2 separate regions of the Zea mays genome follow, and region 1 is linked to region 2. A link is a contact called in public Hi-C data. All regions are on one chromosome and are shown on one strand. The core of a region is the stretch at or near the end of the contact, and the rest is flanking DNA. Distances in the headings are between cores, read along the strand shown. Region 1 holds the start of LOC103647803 (zinc finger protein 7). Region 2 holds the start of LOC103647801 (classical arabinogalactan protein 4).

The links. Hi-C and Micro-C count contacts between places; a contact is called where the count stands out from the background.
Region 1: a contact with region 2 is called in a Hi-C map of tassel, with 2.8 times the contacts expected there. The contact joins the promoter of LOC103647803 here to the promoter of LOC103647801 in region 2. A contact is called at or near these places in 2 of 25 Hi-C or Micro-C datasets (ear and tassel).

Annotation. Positions count from the first base shown.
Region 1 is chr2:215,943,781-215,950,116 of Zm-B73-REFERENCE-NAM-5.0, forward strand. It overlaps LOC103647803 (zinc finger protein 7), which reads left to right and starts at 1,670. Exons shown (of 1, transcript XM_008672311.4): 1 at 1,670-2,731. The coding sequence starts at 1,978. The coding sequence ends at 2,532.
Region 2 is chr2:215,791,473-215,797,457 of Zm-B73-REFERENCE-NAM-5.0, forward strand. LOC103647801 (classical arabinogalactan protein 4) reads right to left here and starts at 4,618. Exons shown (of 2, transcript XM_008672310.4): 1 at 3,847-4,618; 2 at 1,997-2,397. The coding sequence starts at 4,464. The coding sequence ends at 2,320.

The sequences.
Region 1 (6,336 bases), core at 420-2,919, 150 kb after region 2:
AGTTGATTCGGCACGGCGCCCTGCCTGCAGATGTTGAGATTTGAGAAGGCTACTACGTGTTTTTTCTCTTCTTCCTTTTGCATTGGATGGCTAAATAGTGCTAGAATTAAGTTATAAGTTGATTTTACTCGTTACTGTTATTACGTTATAATAAATGGCCTGATTCTTTTGGTAGATAGACTTATTTCATTTGGCTAAAAAAGTAGAGCACTATGGTTACAATTACAACTTACATCAGCGAAGAAGAAGAAGAAGTAGAAGTGGCATCACCTGGCCGAAGCTGAAGCGAGGTTTCCAGCACTGTGGGGCGGCAAGTTAGGATGGTTATTTTTGGATGGGCAAAGCCCACCCGGTGCGAGTCGGCCTTTCAGCCCAAAAGGAGTCGTGGCCCAATGCTTTAGAGCGGGTAGGGCACTGCGGGCTTGAAGAGTGACGGCCTGCTTTACAACTCACCACCTTTAAAGCCCACGAGGCTAATGGACCCGGTCAGCAACAATCTCCAACGTGGCTGTTGGTGGCTCCAGACTCCGGTGCTGCATGCATGATCAGTTGATCACGCATTTGGTGAATGACAGTTCTACCTCCAGCGGTCTCTTATTTCAAATTGAAATTCCACTTCATAAACAGAAAATATGCAAAACACGACCATATAAACTGGAAGGTACGCATGGGGGGAGACTGTGACAAAGCACATCGGAATAGAAATCATGGAACTTGCATTGGAACAGCACACCGCACCGGGTCGCTCGCAGAGCCGGTTCGCAGCCAGAGATGACATTTCGTCCACCCAAGATGATGGACGAAAGAACACATGGAATGGAACAAAAAACCATGCTCAGCAGCTGGCGACTACAGCTGCAGATATAATTGACAATATTTATAAAAAAATGTACCACTGTGTAAGTGTAACAAGATGAGGATGAGTAACCACACAGCTGCAGATATAATTGTGCCCTGGCACGACGAGCCTCGCAAACGGCCACGCCCTCTCGTCCGGATTGGGCCGCTGCCAGGGTACGATTACGAGTTAAAAGGAGACGCCGTATCCTGCATAGAGAAAAACATAATCATTATTTGCGCTTTGAGTGCGTCACCCACCCACTTGCTTCTCAGCAGAAAGCTTCTGTTCTTTACCTCCCAGAGTGTCTGCCTGTCCAATGTTAATGGCATGTAGGCTTTGGCTAGCAACAAGTGGCAACGGCACTTGCTTGCATTGCATGCATGTCACCTGAAATCCACTCACGTGGTGGTGCAGCTTGAGAGCTAGGCTTTTAGTGTTGAATAATGCCAAGCGTCCGTGCCTGAGCCTCAAGAGACAAAAAGAGAGCATGGGTGAGAGTTGCGATAAGTTCAAAGATGACTAGCAAAGCACCGATAGCGCATAGCACCTCTCTCTCTCAGTAAAGCATGCTACGCTATGGGTCAGCCAAACAGATCACCTGGAAAGAACTTGCTTCAGTCCACCTAAAACTTGATGTTTCTTCTGAATAAAGTCCACATGCAGTATAGAAGTCGTTTTGTTTTAAAACCAAACGTGAGCACTGAGCAGTATAGCTCCCCAAACGACAGGGCAGACACAGAATAGCGAAACTCTATCCAGTCGTCGTGGCCCTGCACGAGGTTGCAGGACTGTGCCTGATAGAAATGCGTAACGCTGCTATCTAGAGCAGGTGCGAACCTGATAGGGAATCAGCTGGACGTGAAACTGAAGTTTGTTGAAGCCTGTCACTTCGCATGACAAGTATATCATCTCGAAGAATAACAAGAACCACCATGTTTGCCACTACTGCAAAACTAGCATATCCGCCTGGTCCACTTCACCGAGGGCTTGCCCTTTTTTTCTGCTGGATTATTGCTGCCCGCAGACCCTTGCGATGCGCTTCTTTTTATAGCAACAGCAAAGCAGGGTGAGGAACGATAACCCAAACTTCAGAGACCACCCCCCCCCCCTCTTCTGCTACTTCCAAAGAGAGAGCAATGGATAGAGTACCTGATGGTGTGGAAGAGCACAAGTCAGCAGCAGACCAAGCTAACGAAGCTGGTCTAGCTGATGATAGTACCGCGGTACCATGGCTGAAGCTGGGTCTTGATGCGCCGAAAAGTGAAGAAGCCAAGCCCCCTCGAGAGGTGAAACCAGTGGCCACTCCACATAGGACTTTCTCCTGTAACTACTGCATGAGAAAGTTCTTCAGTTCGCAGGCCCTCGGTGGGCACCAGAATGCGCACAAGAGGGAGAGGTGTGCAGCAAGAAAGCCATACAGGTTTCAGATGATGACGGGCCTTAATCCTCCATCTGATTCCTTTCTCCAACCTTTGAGAGTGAACTCCCACTCCACGATCCTCAAGGATCATGGTGAAAGTGCTGCTGCTGCTGTTGTAGCAAGATTCGACGGAGGCCCAATGAGCAGCTGGATGCCTTTTGCAATTGAAGAACCTGGAGGGTTAGTATGGACAGGGAGCTTCACAGCAAGTTCAGAGGAGTCCAAGAAGCAAATAGAGCAAAAAAATATTGACTTGACCCTGCGCTTGTAGATTGTAATAAGCAGATAGGTCATTACATACAAGCATTTTCTGAGAAGTGTAATCTTTTCATAATTTCTGTTGGGTGAACAAGTATAAAATGCATGGTGAGGATGAAAAGTTTGAATCCGCCCTCACACTTGTGCATCAACTGAACTTTATTTTCTCTGCTGTCACTTGCAGCAGGCTATATGAATTTGGTTGTACTGGATCAAGTTAGTGTAAATTCAACCAATCTACAACTGCAAACCTACAACTGGCTAAAATTTAGGCCCTGTTTGGCACAGCTCAACTTCACTAGCAAAGTTGTTTTTGTGTGTGTGGGGTGGTGGTGGTGGGGGGGGGGGGGGGGGGGGGCTCACCTTCATGAGCAACTTTCTCGATGAAGATAAAACTGTTTTAGTGAACCGTTTGGCAAAACCTTAGTAACCAAGTTCCCGGATCTCGATGGGATCGACGGACAGGAACATGGGACGCAGTATGCTACTAAAATAAGGTTTTAGCATTATGGGAATGAGATTGTTCCCATATTTCCAGGATGGACGAACGTTCCCGGAACGAGGAACGTGGCCACATTCCCGGCTTCTAAGGGCAAAACAACTTTTTATATAGATTTTCTTAAAACATGTTCTCACAAACCCCACAAGTGGAGGTGAATCTGCGAAAAGCTATTTTTAGCTTCACCTTACCTTATTTCTTTGTGAGAGCATGCTTTAAGAAACTTAATTCATGAAGTTGTTTGCAAAAAAAAAAGAGTATCTGGAAAAAAAAGTCACTGCACTCATGAAGTTGTGTCAAACAGGACCTTAAAATAGCTAATTGATTCAATGAAGCCAAATCTCATGCAATTGTTGCTTGTATGCTTGACAAATGAGCAATTGGAGCCTATATAGCAAACTACTGTACAATTGATGTCTGTCATTTTTTTTCTGGAAAGAACATGGCACGAGCTCTGCCTTTCAGTTAACAGGGGCAAGAGGGTCCAAAGTTGTTTTCAGTTATAGGTTGTCTGTCACCTCTGAGCAGCCCAAATCAATGTCTGTCTTGGCCTGGTAGAATAAAGTTTCTTCGAGAAACAGCCCCAGATAAGTAATGTAGCGGGATGACTTATGGTGGGTGTTTTATGTAGCATATTGACTTAATGAGAGTAACTGTGATGATAAATTATAGAGGGGAAAATAAGAAAATACATATGGAGCTTTTATGGATTTTTACCATGATAATGATGACCATTATATAGAGAAACTGGTCCTTCTAAATCTAAAATAAGGAAGAAAATGCATGTTTATTAGCTTACTCTGTATCTTTGTGGTAACTAGTTATGAGTCCAGTTCAAATTCGTACATTTTGTTTCATTGGTAAACACTGTTTCAAGACAGCATATTCAAGACATTTGCTTCTTTACCAATAGCCTGTGTGGTTCACTGTTGACTTCAAAGCAGGTACTACTTACAAATACAGTGATTGTAATAAAATGATATGACTTCAAATCGTTTGATCGAAGTACAGGTATCGCACAAACATAAGATAAGAGGCTAAGAACCATAGATTCTTAGCATATAGATGAATCCGTGCAAAGTAATGTGAAAGAATATAAAAAGGAGGGTAACAAATCAACATATCAATGGAACTATACATGGAAAGAACCAGAACCCATTCTTTTTCAGTTGGAAAAAAGTGCGTAGCAATAGAATCTTTAGTGAAAGCATAAGGTGACACAATGCTGAATACTTGATAAGTGAGATACCATGGCCATCATATCATGATTAAACTTAATTGCAAATAAGGGCAGAACAGCACAATGTCAAAATCTCCACTAGAGGTGGACATTCACTTGTATAACGACCAACAACTATTTTTATTTAACTGTGTTAACTAGGATTCAAACTCGAGACATCTAATCAAAATGTTATAGAATTATTTATATTTACCTACCAACGGAAAACTCTAAACAGTTCATAACAAGTTAACAACAATCAAAACTAAAAGATATTTCAACGATGATAAAGCACCAGTTTTCATGGTTCAACGGTCCATGATCAGTAAACTTTTGAAAGCACTCCTTAATTTTGCTTCAATCAAACCATGATCCTCCCACCTCTGCGACGCACAAGCCCTCGCAATTTTAAAAACACCATCAATTTTATCTATATCAACCCGCGGTCTTGCCCAAAATAAAAGTCCAAAAATAAACACAATGTTGGAGTTCAAACCATTACCCTCCCCTCTCACATGTCTAGGTTCTAACTACTAAAACCCACAACCATTTGTGTTCAACAAAGAATAGATATTGTAAATATTGTCCGTGTTACCACGTGGGCAACCGACTAGTTGATATAAATGCAATACTTAGCAAATTTGAAGCTATCTTCAACATGTTATATTATAGGCAGACTAAATGTTCAAGTTGCTATGCTGACCATGACTATATCCATCACAACATCCTTAATCACGGCTATTCTGCCCTCACATTCGGCTACCTCAACATCGGTATAGAGGGCTACCGCCTTGCATGAGGATTCATCGGCTTCTTCTTCAGTCATGGCATACGCAGGGGTGATTCCAGGGAGGGGCAAGGGGGGCAACGTCCCCCCTAATCTTTCCCAAATTCCATAGGAGCTACTACTTTTTTTAGCTAATCACCATGTAAATAATATAAAATACCTCTTAATAGCCCCCCCTCAATCTGATTTACCCCCTCAAACTCAAATTCTGGCTTCGCCCCTGGGCATACGTGACGCATCACCCGTTATGACTATAGGGGATATTACCTTGTAACTTCTTCTCTAGTATGTCTGTTATAACTGTAAGTGTTAGAGTAGTATAGGAATAGTACCACATTGTTTATCTATGTGGGGCGTTATATAATCAGGATATTAAATCAACGCAATTCAACCAATATTTCACCAATTCAATAGAAATACTAGTTTTGAATCTGGACGGATAGAGGAAGGGCGATGGGAGACGTGGTTGTTGGCTGCGCGAGATTCTGATATTTGCCATCAACACGAAAAAGGTTCTCACAATTGTCATCCGGCCTATATTTTATAGGCTTAAATAGACTTACAATTTATAAATACAATGACAATTATAACAATGAGACAAAGTGGCAAAATACGAATTATTTCATTGGTTGCCTACCGCAGATCGTCTGCTCCCACACTGTGTGCCTCGCGACCTTGCCGGTGGCCGTATCCCGAACGTCGTAGTGCACTAGTGCTGCCGCAAGCGCAAAAATTGGCCAGGTCCACGCCATGATGCGTGGGTGCAGATGGGATGGACGGAGAACCCGCGACGAGACTTAGGGTGTGTTTGGTTTGGCTTTTGGCTTTGGCTTTTGCCCCCTAAAAGCCAAAAGCTAACCAAAGGGCTGGATCTAGGAAGTAGCTTTTTCTAAAAGCCGACTTTCTCGTAGTGCAAAACTGAAAGCACCCCTGGACCTGCTTTTAGTGGCTTTTGGATGGAACTGTGAAAACATATATCGAAGAACTTTTAACGACTTTTAGTGGTTTCCACCAAACGATTTTTAGCTTTTTAACAGCACACAGCCTACAGCAGCTTTTTTCACAGCTCACAGCCCACAGCAACTTTTTCCACAGCCACAGCCCAACCAAACAGACCCTTAGCGAGTAGGAGCCGAGGAGGTCTGGCCGTCCGTCGGCGGTAGGTGTGGACACTTTTTTATCATAAACCAAAAGGAACTGTACCAAACTGAACCGAACCAAAATTTCAAATTATTTATATGTGATATATGATGTATCTCTAAATATTTATACTTATATAATTTTCACTTTTTAAAATTATGTGTAATCTATC
Region 2 (5,985 bases), core at 3,368-5,867:
ATGCTACTAATTATTTACGACGGGAAATAATTAGTTTCTGTATAAATAAAAAGAAACGATGAAAGATATACGAAGACTAAAAAATGGACTGCAGATCCGATTAAGGGCTTGTTCGGTTATTTTCAATCCATATGGATTGGAGGGGATTGATACGGATTAGAGGGGATTTTGACTTACTAGGGATTGAAACCCCCTCAACCCCCCTCAATCCATATGGATTGGGATAGAACCGAACAAGCCCTAAAGAATTTGGCAACTGCTTATAGAACACAGCAGGTCAGCGAATGCCAATTGCCATCACATGCAGATGCAGAGGTCCTGGACTGCCTGCGTCGGGAGGGGGTGGGTTTGAATTTTCATCTACTTGGCCATGTAGAGGTACTAGACTGTCCTGCATGCACGCATGCAAAAAAAAATTCTTTTTTTTGTTTTCTTTACGGAAGCGACGCTCAACTGCCAGCCGCTCGACTGGAAGAGAATAGCGCGCGGCCGTTTCGGGAGCAGGAGCGTTTCCAACGGGTTAGCCGCTTGGTTGACCGGCTCACCAGGGCCATCGTCCCGTGAATTGCTCGTAATTCCATGGTCTCCGGCGTGGCGTACAACGACATGATACCTGCCTCGAGAGAGCGGAGGTGCTTGCTCGGTGGAGCGGACGCAGCCGACCACCGCATGCCCGTGACGCACGAGCTCGACCGTCAGGGTCCGGCCCAGGGCCCAGGCCACTGACCCCGTGATGAGCACTGTCCTGGCCCCGTCGCCGCCGTCATGCACTCCACTCCACTCGCTCGCTGCGCCATGCGACGCTTCAGGTGCGTGTGGCTGAGTAGCCGTCGGCTACTGCGCAGGGCTCCGGCTAGCACGCGTTCTCTTCCAATAAACAATATAGAACAGTAGATCTAAATGTGCCGAGAAAGACATACAACTTTATTGTGTAGAGAAATCGAAGCCTGTCGCGTAGGACAGTTCGGCTAGGCCGGAAGACCTGCCGGCTTGACGAAGAGTTGATGCAGATCTGATCTCGCAGCAACGTTGAGGTAGAGCGTGCTGATAACGTGTTGAGAACTACGTTACCACGAATCACCAGATCCGCTCCCTTCCCTCCCGTCAGCAGTAGAGGCACAAGAAGTTGTAGAAGACCCGTCTCCCTTCACATATACACTACAGAGGAAACACACGAGACACAAGATATAGGGTTGGGCCTCTGGCCTCTTTCTAATCTCTGTATTATGAGAGGGTGTACAAGTTCCTTATATAGACATGTAAGACCCCTCAGAGGCAAAACAGGTATTTGCCCACATAACCCTAACTAGGGTTACTTAACACAATCCATCCGAAGGTTTCTGTCCGTTTGATTGATGGCCGAGACGGATGTGATGGATGGCATTGGTAGGCTGCGTGGGCTGGTGATCGGGCCTGCTGGCGCCTAGGACAAGCAGGCAGGGGAATTCTGTTATTTGGGCTAAAAATCTCTCCAACCTACCTCCCCCGGCCGGCCCAATTCGTACTTGTGGCCCTTTCCATCCCACAGCAGCCTGTATTTGAGTCCAGGAAGAATTTCCTCACAGATTATCCTGGTTGCCGATGAACCTTGTGTGTGACTGGTGATAGTTAGTATATCGTTACTGCCAGCTGATGCCCATCTGCGCCGCGCATATACCACCAGGTAGCAGGCAGCTCAGCTGGGGTCTCCGACATATGAGCATTTGGCCACAAGCACACAACTCGCTATCGCGACACTGGCTGCTTGTCCTTGTCTTCCTCTCTCCCCGCAAAGGCCGCAGATCCATAGCTGCGACTGCGGACGAGCATCGCCATGTAGCCCGCTGCGATGTTTCGTCCAAACAGGCAAAGCAACAAAAACACACTCCAACGGACACGTGGTGCCAGCCGGATGCCAGATTGCCAGGCCAGCCCGTTCGGTCCGGACACGGGCATGAAGAAGACGGGCGGCGGATCTCATTATCCAAAAAAAAAAAAGGACGCGATGGTGGGGTCATGTACAATGGGCGGAATAAAGATATAAATAAATCATCTCGATGAGGTGGCAGTGGTACAGGAAATTAAAGAAGAGAATAGTAGAAAGAATCCGAGGCGGCGGCGGTACGTCCGCACGTAGCACCGGCACCCAAAACGTGAGTGGCACTGACTGCACTAGTACTACTACATACACGAGGCCCGGTTAAAAAACGGACAAGAGTACAACCGTCAGCCGGCGGCATCCATGGAAGTTGAGCGCGCGCGGCGCACCGGCTGCATCTTCCGCGTCGGAGTTCTGTCGTCGTCACGGCGGGCGGACCCAGGCAGCATGATGTGCCGTGCCTAGTCGAGCAGGCCGACGAGGCCCAGCGCCAGCGCGCCCGCTGCCATGATTCCGCCTGCCACGGTCCTTCCAGCGGCCTGCACATTTCACCAACATCGAGGCATGCGTCAGTCACCGACGTTGTAGTTGTAGCCAAAAATATATATATTTATACAGTGACCTGCCACACCAGTCACTAAACGATATTTATACAGCGGCTCGCTGCTCACGCGCCTTAGGGCATGTACAGTGGAGAGACACCAAAACGGTTCTCCAAGCACAAGAGACAACTAAGAGAATCTATTGTATAATGGAGTGTCTATAAACGTAGTCTATTAATAAATACAGAATGAAATGTATTTGTATAGCATCAGATCGATAGAACAGACGACAAATTCGTACAGTGGGAAGTGATGCGTCTGTTGTTACTTGGTTTACGAGACAGAGGCGTCTCTTCATTGAGAGACGGCTCTAAGATTTTTTTGAAAATAACCCTCTAAAACACCTTAAGAGCCCCCACATTAAACACCACTGTACATGCCCTTATTTACTGACCGTTACTAAAAAAATATTTATACAGCGGCCCAGATTCCGGATTCGGGGGCGAGGAATTCCGATAAGAACATCGAAGTTTCTCCCCGATGTAACCGGGAAAAATCCTTCCCGACAGATAAACGGGGAACGGTGATGGGAAGACATTACTCGTCTCTGTCCTTGTCCTCGCTGAGAGCAGTTAAACGTATATATAATGATGTTTTTATATACTATAAAAATAAATAATTATATTGTTATGAGATAACTCTTTGTTCAAATATATTTATTTTAATGTATATATAATGATTTTCTAGCATCTGACAACATATATAAGTGATAATATTTTATATTAATAATAAAAAAATATGTTATAATTATAATTTAATCCGAGACGGAATACATAACAGGTATTTATATCAACGGAATGGTGATCCGCAAGTGTTGTGGGATCAAAACTTTTTTTTTTGTCACGGATAGTCACGTGAGTGACGCCTGGCTGCTCAGTCTCCTTACTGACCGTTACTTATTACAGTACTACTACTTTGCAAAGAAGCTTCCAGAAAGCAGGGTTGTTTAGTGACTGCACCGTACACAAACGCACTGTGCAAAAAAACATTTTAATACTGTACGACGTACTGTACGTGATGGAATACTAAATGCGACAGCTCTCATCAAATGCCGCATTAACAATGTCCGTGACAAGGCTGGAATCACATGCGCCCATGGCCGACATGTCGGTGTAGTTTGGTGCTCAAACCTAATTTTTTCACTCGTTATGGTCACAGGTCTGGTGATGCTGCTCCTACTAAACAATCATTTGTCAAATCAATTGGCTATTGCTTTATCTCACTGTCAGACGTGATTGGTGATGTTGTAACGATAGCGTCGATTTTTTTTTACTCTAACCTCGGTGTAAAACGAGCAGCTGGAAACTGTAATTCAGGCACGCAATGGGATGGGGTTTCAAATGATGGAAACTGGAAGAGCTGAGCAGCAGTGGGCAACGAACGTACCGCGGTGTCGGCGGCGGCGGCGTCGCCGACCGGGCCGGGCGCGTCGGCTTCGCTGGCTGAGGGCGCCTTAGCCTTGGAGTGCTTGGAGCTGGTGGGTGCCTCGGCGACGACGGGGGCGGGGGCTGGGGCCTTGGACTTCTTCTTCTTGTTCTTGGAGGACGAGGAGGGCTTCTTCTTCTTCTTGGACGGCGCGGGCGCGGGGACCTCGGCGGGCTTGGTGGGCGGGGAGGCGGGGGCGGGGGCAGGGGGCGAGGCGGCTGGCGGCAGCTCGGCCACCGGCGGGGAGGCGGCGGGGGCGGGCGGGGTGGCCTTGGCCTTGGGCGCCGGTGCGGGAGGGGACGCCTTGGGCGGCGACGCGGCGGGAGCCAGGGTGGCTGGCGGGGTCGCGGCGGGCGCGGGGGTGGCAGGGGTGGTGGGCGGCGCGGCGGCCGGGGCCAGGGTGGCGGGGGTGGTGGGCGGCGCCGCGGCTGGCGCGGGCGTCTTCTTGGACGGGGTCGCCGGTGGGTTGGTGGTGGCGGCCGGTGCGGTGGCCGGGGCCGGGGTGGATTTCTGCGCCACGGCCGAGTGCACGGCTACGAGGCACAGCAGCGCCAGGCAGAGAGCGCCGGCGCGCGCCATTGCTGCAATGGTGGTGTGTGACGTGCGGTCTGCTGCTCTGCGCTGCCTCGGGCGTCTCTGCTGCAGCGGTTGGAGTCGCAGGGAGAGAGTGGGAGGGATAAATAGCAGCGGCGGCAGCCGGCAGGGAAGGGAAGGAAAGCGAAGCGGAGGCCAGCCAGGAGATGGAGCGGCGGGATTTTCACAACTGGCGGTGGGCCCGCGGGGCCATGTGCAGGGTGGGGACGCCCGCGCCGGTTGGTGGCACGCGTTCACGTGGGTCGATGGACCGATGAGTTGTGTTCGTGCTGTGCAGTGCAGGACGGGGTGACCAGACCACTGTGGTTTGTTGTGGGGTAGGAAGGAGCCGTTTGTTTTGGGCAGTCGGTGCAGTGGACACGCACGCGTCGGGACGCAGCGGTTCACAGACGAGAGGAGAGGGTGTACGTGTACAGGGGCCCGTTGGCATAAATTAATAAAGATATAAAATGTCAATTAAATAAAAGAGACAGTGATGTGGGTGTCAAATTTACGAAGTTAATCTTTTAAGTGTTGATTATACAAAGTCATTTGTTTAGAGTGTCAAAAATACAAATTTCTCCAACAGAAGGGTCGGCTCGATTTTAATCTTCTTTCCGCACTATCATCCGACATTTGTTTCTGCTCAGCTCTAAAGCATGGTATATGGTTATTGATATGGAGTTCATGTAATTTATATCATTATAAAATTTAATAATATATAACTCTTTTAATCTACACATTTGTTTTTTTGCGAATATGGGCTTTATTTTAATGCCTCTATATACACACTACTCACGGTAAATTTATTCCTCGTGGGCAGTTTGCACCGACACAAATCGATGGCGGTTGGTGAGTCCTATCAAATTATCGGATAATCAGTCGGCTCTGCCAATGATGGAGTAGCATATAATTGGTGGCTTTGCTTTCCTTAATCATCAGCCTGAAACTTTCTTAGAAGAGCGGGTGTGTCCAGCTACTCCGCAGACCGCACGATACGTTTTCTGCTCTGCATTCCGTTAGTAACTAATGTTACAAGGCAGTATATGATTTTCGTTTATCCAATATTTAGAACTGAGAGATGAAATTCCTTTATCTAAAATTTAGAATTGAGAGTGAAGAGATAAATTATCTTTGGAATCGGAGGAGGCCAGCGTTATTATAGCCATATAGGAAGATGGACTTGGGTTGAAAATTTCCTCCACAAACAGGCCTCACTATTCCTGATCCCACCCCCAAAGCGATTGAAGCCCATTGGGCCGAAGCTCATGGGCTCTACGAGCTTGGAAAAAAGTCGAAGTCAAGCACAAAAGGGAGATGGATGCGACAACAAACGTGACAGAAAACTTCAACCTCGCATCATCTTTGAGGACAGCTTCACTGCACCCGTCAAATTTTCTGCTCCACTCTACGTACTGCATTTGAGGCTTCGCCACAACCTGGAGAACACATCGGAAAATGTAGCCGTGCTTGACATCAAAAGCTGACCGACCCAAGGTCCAAACAGAGTCACAAAGTACACGACAC